Linked DNA regions of Salmo salar: region 1 is linked to region 2. A link is a contact called in public Hi-C data. All regions are on one chromosome and are shown on one strand. The core of a region is the stretch at or near the end of the contact, and the rest is flanking DNA. Distances in the headings are between cores, read along the strand shown.

The links. A called contact is a pair of places that touch in the nucleus more often than the background predicts.
Region 1: a contact with region 2 is called in a Hi-C map of muscle, with 5 times the contacts expected there. The contact joins the enhancer-like site here to the promoter of LOC106601584 in region 2. A contact is called at or near these places in 2 of 3 Hi-C or Micro-C datasets (gill and muscle).

What each region holds. Positions count from the first base shown.
Region 1 is chrssa01:32,900,998-32,904,676 of Ssal_v3.1, reverse strand. It overlaps LOC106601584 (fermitin family homolog 2), which reads right to left. Exons shown (of 16, transcript XM_014193898.2): 7 at 3,086-3,193. Among protein-coding and RNA genes, the nearest start is that of LOC106601569, 32 kb to the left of the region's middle. Within about 2 kb of position 1,751, at least 1 of the 13 cell types and tissues checked has an H3K27ac peak or open chromatin away from gene starts, as enhancers often do. A contact at or near this core is called in muscle, where this site is marked.
Region 2 is chrssa01:32,819,434-32,823,265 of Ssal_v3.1, reverse strand. It overlaps LOC106601584 (fermitin family homolog 2), which reads right to left and starts at 2,536. Exons shown (of 16, transcript XM_014193898.2): 1 at 2,214-2,536; 2 at 1,285-1,442. The coding sequence starts at 1,441.

The DNA of each region.
Region 1 (3,679 bases), core at 502-3,001, 82 kb before region 2:
CCATTGAGAACTTGTGGTCAATCCTCAAGAGGCAGGTGGACAAACAAATACCCACAAATTCTGACAAACTCCAAGCATTGATTATGCAAGAATGGGCTGCCATCAGTCAGGATGTGGCCCAGAAGTTAATTGACAGCATGCCAGGGCGGATTGCAGAGGTGTTGAAAAAGAAGGGTCAACACTGCAAATATTGACTCTTTGCATCAACTTCATGTAATTGTCAATAAAAGCCTTTGACACTTATGAAATGCTTATAATTATACTTCAGTATTCCATAGTAACATCTGAGAAAAATATCTAAAGACACTGAAGCAGCAAACTTTGTGGAAATTAATATCTGTGTCATTCTCAAAACTTTTGGCCACGACTGTACATTTGTAGTGATTGCCTCATCTCTTAGCATATGAAGTGGGAAAGTGGTAAAAACACGATGGTTGTCTACTTTTGAGTTTCTTTGGGTTTTGTAGAAGTGAGTACCATGAAGCACTAACTGTTGATTAACAATAATTATTTTGAATTCTTTGAAGTGAGTAAAGCATTCATAGACAATGGACAGTATGCGTCCAGTGTGTAGAAACCATGTCTGTGACACAGAGAGTGGCTTTTTTTGGGGGGGGGGGGGATTATTTAGTAGGTGAAATAAGTGACTGTAAATGTGTCTTTACTAGGAGCACATGTGAGTAGTGCAGACTTGGGACATCACGTGCAGCATTTCTGCATTGATTCACAATGGAAATACCATCTAGTCTGGTCAGAATCCTGTTTGTTATATTTGGACGAGTCTCTGGCCTTGCCTGGTCATTCATTCACACCATCCTCTGGACCAACATACAGCCAGTCTCACCATGTTCTGGTCTGGTCTACCCCCCCAAGTGGCACGAAGCCTATGACTCAACAACACTAAATACAACTTGTTGACAAACTGTATTTATACTGTCAACCCCCCCACCTCCGACTCCCCCTCGATATGAATGAACAGCTGCCTAGAGGGAGAGAGTGAGTTAGAGAGACAGTGTGGGGGTGAGAGAGGGGTAGAGGGAGGGAGAGGAAAAGAGAGGCATATTTCAGGACACACTGCGCTTCTGCGGCCATAGCCAGCTAGTGTTTCAGAATGTAGGACAAAGGCTTCTCCCTCCATGTCACCACCTCTGACGCCCACGCTCTACTGCCACTGGGGAGGGGGGATGGGGTGTGTGTGTGTGTTTCTGGTGCGTACATGTGTATTTCTAGCGCATGTGTTTTGCATGTGTAGGGTTGGAGTTGGGGGTAGTGGGCTGACTGGCATGGCATGCCCTGGGCCTTTATCCCCCAAATACAGTCGTGTTTACTGTGCTGGACATGGCAGGCTAATCGCTATACTTAGCCACACGAACATATCCAGGTGATTGTGTCCAGGGAGCTGCCTGAGACCATTCAACCCTTACTGTAATAAAGCCACCCCTTCTCTTCCTGCCTGATCTCATCAGTGACACCTTAGCCATGACTGTCACAGCTACCTTTAAATTAGCAAGAGATAACGATAGATAGTGGCGCTAACAGACAGGTAGCGCCATGCTAGCTGCTATTCCAAACACACTGCAGATTAGCATCTTGAGCATCTCTTCCGGGGGGGATGAACACCTAAACCGACAACCAATGGTGTATTAATAAACACCTCGGCTCCTGTTGAAGACCCTAGCACAGTATCACCTTTCAGTGTAATTGGGGATATTGAAGAATGTGTAGGAGATTACAGGTTGGGTTGGAGTGAGTGATCCCTCCAGTGGGGTGAGTCCGGTAGCCATGGCTACTCTATAATTACCCTTTGGGGTGAGGACTCACTGGCGTCCCCATGTCCTGTCACTCAGGCTTTACGAGGATCGGAAATAGCAGGCTCAGGGGGCAACCCAAAGGGACACAAGGGACTCGGATCCCCACACCACCCCCAAAATCATATCTTCACTGTCCTTCCCGCTCTTCACTATTCCTCTTATAGTAAACAACTTGTATAAAAGAAGCAGTGACATAATCAATAGGTCCACAGGAGTTAACTACGAGGTTGAACAGCACTTGAACAAGTCTAAAGTGTCAGTGACATGTCTAGTCTAACCATCTTCAATGGCAGGAGTCTGGAATGGGTTGTTTCTAGAGCCAAGGCGTCACAGACAGGATCATTCGGTTTAATTGCAGTTGCTCCGTGCAAGCATACAGCCTTGCATACAGTTAAAGGGGACCATGTTTCTGTGTACTGCTGCAAAGGTGGAAAGTTTTAAGTTTCTCGGCGTACACATCACAGACAATCTGAAATGGTCCACCCACACAGACAGTGTGGTGAAGAAGGCGCAACAGCGCCTCTTCAACCTCAAGAGGCTGAAGAAATTTGGCTTGTCACCTAAAACCCTCAAACTTTTACAGATGCACAATTGAGAGCATCCTGTCGGGCTGGTACGGGAACTGCACCGCCCACAACTGCAAGGCTCTCAAGAGGGTGGTGCAGTCGGCACAACGCATCACCGGGGGCAAACTACCTGCCCTCCTGGACACCTACAGGCCATCAGACTGTTAAAAACAGACTCAAAATCATTGGCCACTTTAATAAATGGATAACTAGTCACTTTAATAATGTTTACATATCTTGCATTACTCATCTCATATGTATATACTGTATTCTATACCATCTATTGCATCTTGCCTATGCCGCTCGGTCATCGCTCATCCATATATTTATATGTACATATTCCATCCCTTTAATTAGATTTGTCTGTATTAGGTAGTTGTTGTGGAATTGTTAGATTACCTGTTAGATATTACTGCACTGTCGGAACTAGAAGCACAAGCATTTCGCTACACTCGCATTAACATCTGCTAACCATGTGTATGTGACCAATAACATTTGATTTCATTTGAAGCAGACCAGTCACCCACCACGTCAGAGTGTCAACACTGGACAACACGGCCATTCAAATAATTTGCTGTTCTTCTGTGTTCTGTTCATCAGGCAGTGAGCCCATAGAGAAGATAACTACTGCACTCCTCAATCATGGCAATTAACATGATCCCTAACACACACACACACAAACTGACACATACATTACACAGGTCTCACCTGCAGGGCAGCAAACATCATCATCTCCTCCTCGGTGCACTCTATTTCCTCCAGTAGGATGGCCCACTTGGCCTGCTCATAGAGCTGGTTCACCCGGATGGCATCATACTGCAGGGGGGAGAACAAATACTGTTAGCCCTGGCACCAAGCCTGTCTCTGCATAAGCACAGATCCACACACACAGCACTCCGAGACAGTCCAGCTGAGAAAACAGGACAGCCCAGAGGGGTACTTCCTCCTCTCCACGCCCCCCAAAATCTGTCAGCTGCAGATGCTGTAGGCTGGTGGGGAGTTGTGTGTGTGTGCATGTTTGAATGTGGCATTAACATGTTTTAACCACTCCTATAAAACAATTGTAGACTATCAGATACTCAGCAAGAAGCTATGATTTCTCTATTACTGAAACAGGACCCAGATGGTAAATATAAAGATCCAGTCAACCTAAAAAAACTGGAGACACCTTACACTTCAGTGTTGTGATGCCAAAATCCTAGCAAAATGCATGGCGCATAGAATTAAAAAGGTATTGTCCGATATTATTCATCTATCAGACAGTATTTTTACATGGACAGTACATTGGAGATAATATATGAC
Region 2 (3,832 bases), core at 1,287-3,786:
CACAGCCTACTCCACTCACATAGTGTTGTTTTGGTTCAGTGTGACCAGAACAACCACCAGTCATAGTCAGCCGAACCAAGCTATTCTAATCCATGGCCATCAAACCACTGGAATCTACTGGAGATAACGCACAAGACCAACAGGTAGCCAGAGGTAGTCAGGACCATGCATAATATGATTCCTGCAGACTGAGAAAAGTACCATGAACACACAACTTATTGACTAATAAGAGCAGTGAATGAGTTCAATATTTCAACAAGTTGGACAACCCCCTTCAAACACACACACCCTTGTCCTGTAACAAAGAATCCAGGCCTTCAGAAGAGTGAGGATTGCATGCACAGCTTCATACAACCACACACATTCATGTCTTCCCACATGGTGCAGCAGCAATGAAGCTTATGAGCCTGGTTTAAATGCAGCAGACGACCACAGGGAACAACGGCCCCAATTATCCTGAGCTTTAACAGGAGGGCTAAAACAGGGAAATGGGCAGGCCAGGGTATAAAACGTTGTGCTATGGAGGAAAGTTGGGTATTCGGGCGTATTCGACATGCTGTCCAGACCCAAACTGCACTGCCACCATGACCTTTTTCCACCATGAAACAAGTCAGTGTCCCAGAGCCTCATAGAGAGCTTTTATCCCCACTCTCCATTCAGTCTCTCTCACTCAGGAACTTGTGACATGGCAGCATAATTCCATTGGAAGTGGTTCACTTGATGCTGCTTCTCATGTGCTAGAATATTTGAGAAGTTATAGTGTGTCCATATAAAACATTACTGGCTAGATAGATTCTGAATTCCCACTTAAGCCAATACAGTAGCCTGCATCTTTTATACATGTCGCTCACTGGTTACAAGTTGCTATTATCTGTTAATGGTGTTTACATGAACTGGCATTCCAGTGGTCAGTTGAGTAACAATGTTGCAAAGAAAGGAATTTACTGCTCCAGAAATATGACAAGGTAACTGCCATAGAGAACCCATCTGCAGATGGGAGGTAAAGGGGATAGGGGCTAAAGAACATTGCCTCATGACCAACTATGGCCTTCCTCCCCCTTGGTCAACCACAGAAGGAAAACAAATGTAGACGAAAATGTCCTTCTGAATAGAAGCATAAATCAATGTGGGGAAATAAAACCAGTGACATAAATCAAAATGGCCAAAACATTATTTATATTCCAAAGGTTTGAATGATATGGGACATAAAAACAGAACATGTAGGCACATTTCTTTCAGCAGATCTGTACTAAAAGGAGTGTGACACCATTAAACATCTCTCACCGAGTTTCTCCGCGAGTTTGAGCATGACCCCACCAACGTGGATCTCGCCAGTGACCCTCAAAGACACATCCCTGTGGAGGTCTGTCACGTGCATCTTCAGTTCCCACGTCCCGTCGGCATAGCAGCCATCGGGCATCCGTATACCGTCCAGCGCCATCCTGCCACAAATCACAACAATTAGGAAAAATTGCCTAATAATAAACATTGTTCCATTCAACTGGTAGGAAAAATGTAAACCTGTTACCCTTGGATACATCAACGGATGTATCCAAATAGTTCGTGCCATAGGCTACATTCATTTAGTTTGTCATATGCAGGCTGAAAATGACTTGAGGACGCACAGGACCCTCACCACCATAGCCGATCAGTGTTAGTGTTTCGATTTGGGAAGATGTTGCGCTTCCATAACTTCAACAGTGTGTTTCCTTGAATCTAAGTCAAATGTATAAGTTATCTTATAGGCCATTTGAAGAATGCTTGTGATATCACTATACTTGTTTGGATGTAACAGAGGACGCAGTCAATTATTCAATAACCAAATGAGAACAAAGGGTAGGCTACAGGCCTAGTTATGGCAAGCTGAACAATAAGACTTCTCATTTGTGTGTTCACCTGCTTTTTCTAACGGTAAAGAGAGCCATTCAAAATATGAAGTTGATTACGTAAGCAGCCCCATGCAAGAAGTCATGAGCACACTAAATCTGGTCAACCAGTAAAACATGCCCATAAATTAGCTAAATTAAGTTTCATGAAGTAAAATGAAGTTAAACACCCGAATCATAATTTGTTTACCAGATATAACCAGTCTTTTAATGCGCAGTAGGCGTACAAAACTCAATTCCTAGCAGCAGAGTGCGCAAAATACTGACTAGGCTACATTTATTGCGAGCTGGGAGGACGAACATTTAAATCAGTTTGTGTCCACTCACCTTCTCAAATACACCAACCCAAATCCAAAAAGCCACTAAAACTTCCGAGGTTTCGATAGTCAACACGTTTTTTTTCTTCTAAATCATGTATCTAGGTCTGTTCAAAGAGAAAATCCCAAAGAACTCGTCCAAGTGAAGTATCCCAAAGGGTCTCCTCAGGCTTCAGCTAATGGAGTCCAGCCGTCTCTTTTTCGCCCTCCCTCTTTCCACCAGATAACGTCACTCATTACTCCAGCTCCAATCCGTCTTTTCCTTTCAAATAGTGCAGCAGGGCCTCTCTCCCAGCACGATCAGTGCTATCTGGGATCATTGGGGAGTCCCTATCCAACTGAAGTATAAATATAAAATGTTAAGGGTAGGAGTTAAGGTTAGGGTAGGGATATTCCAAGGAATCCGGATAGCACTACCCGACCGGTTATTCCCCCTGCTCCTACTATACTTTCTTTATCGGTCATTGGAAGGGGAATGTTATAATGTGACGCGGGAAATTACGCACAATGTAATTTATCATTTTTATTACGATCGGGTCCTTTTTTTCGCTGGTATTTTCTTGCCACTAGGCTTGGAGTTTCAATTATGTCCCCAAATACGCACTCTTACTTAGAAATACATTGGGAAAATTTAAAATATGATATTGTCGTTTTATTCCATGCTTTCACTCATTTGAGGAAATGTCAACAGTTTGGTAGGGAATAACAAGGGCATATCCGCTGCTGCATACCTTTTATGGAAATAGTACGGAGCTTACGGTGGTACATCCGGTGACCGCTATGGGGCCTACAGAATTGCACACAATTACTCATTTAGAAAACACGTTTTAAAGTCCTATCCAACTATCAAATCCAGAGACGGAGCCCACTGGTCTAAAATACAATGTTGCACTATGTCGCTCTCACTGTAAATATGCTACAAAGTGTCCAGTGACTGAAATAAGATTTGGATAGGCCTAGCTACTGCTCATTCATTTCAATTCATTAAATGTAATGGCAAAATGTAGATTTCCGCCTAAATAGGCATACCCAAAAGTAACTGCTATTCATGTGTAACTACATGATTGTGACATGCAAACATTTGGAAAGAAGACATCTGGGAGACTATGAGGAAAGGATCAGAAGATAGGAGTTACATAGCTCAGAATACACAAGATCAAGCACACACAAAAATAACCTTTTTTTAATTTTATTTTGAAAGTCATCTTTCATTGACAAGCTATAAGTGAATTATTTTTGACTAGAGCTGGAAACACATCAGATGGCTTCCACAACGTGAACAATATCAGTTTTTTTTTTTGAATGATAGACCTACAACAAGAAATTGGCAGCTGTTTTAGTAAGTGGTGTCAAGTGCACTAGCGGTTCTGGGGGGGTAGCAGGGGGGGCCAGTGCCCCAGTGACAACAATTTTGGACCCCCTTGTGGCACATTTTTGCTATCCTTCTTATTTACATCCGTTATTAGACAGTGGCAACGATGATGATTATGAACATGGTCTTTTGCCTGGTAATGCAGTGAAGAAAACGATATGACAACAATAACGTCTAATGTAACTGGCACCTCTAACAGTACAACTGGCCCCAGCTTGGCCCACTTTTTTTGCACACTGGATGTTAAAAGGTTCTAG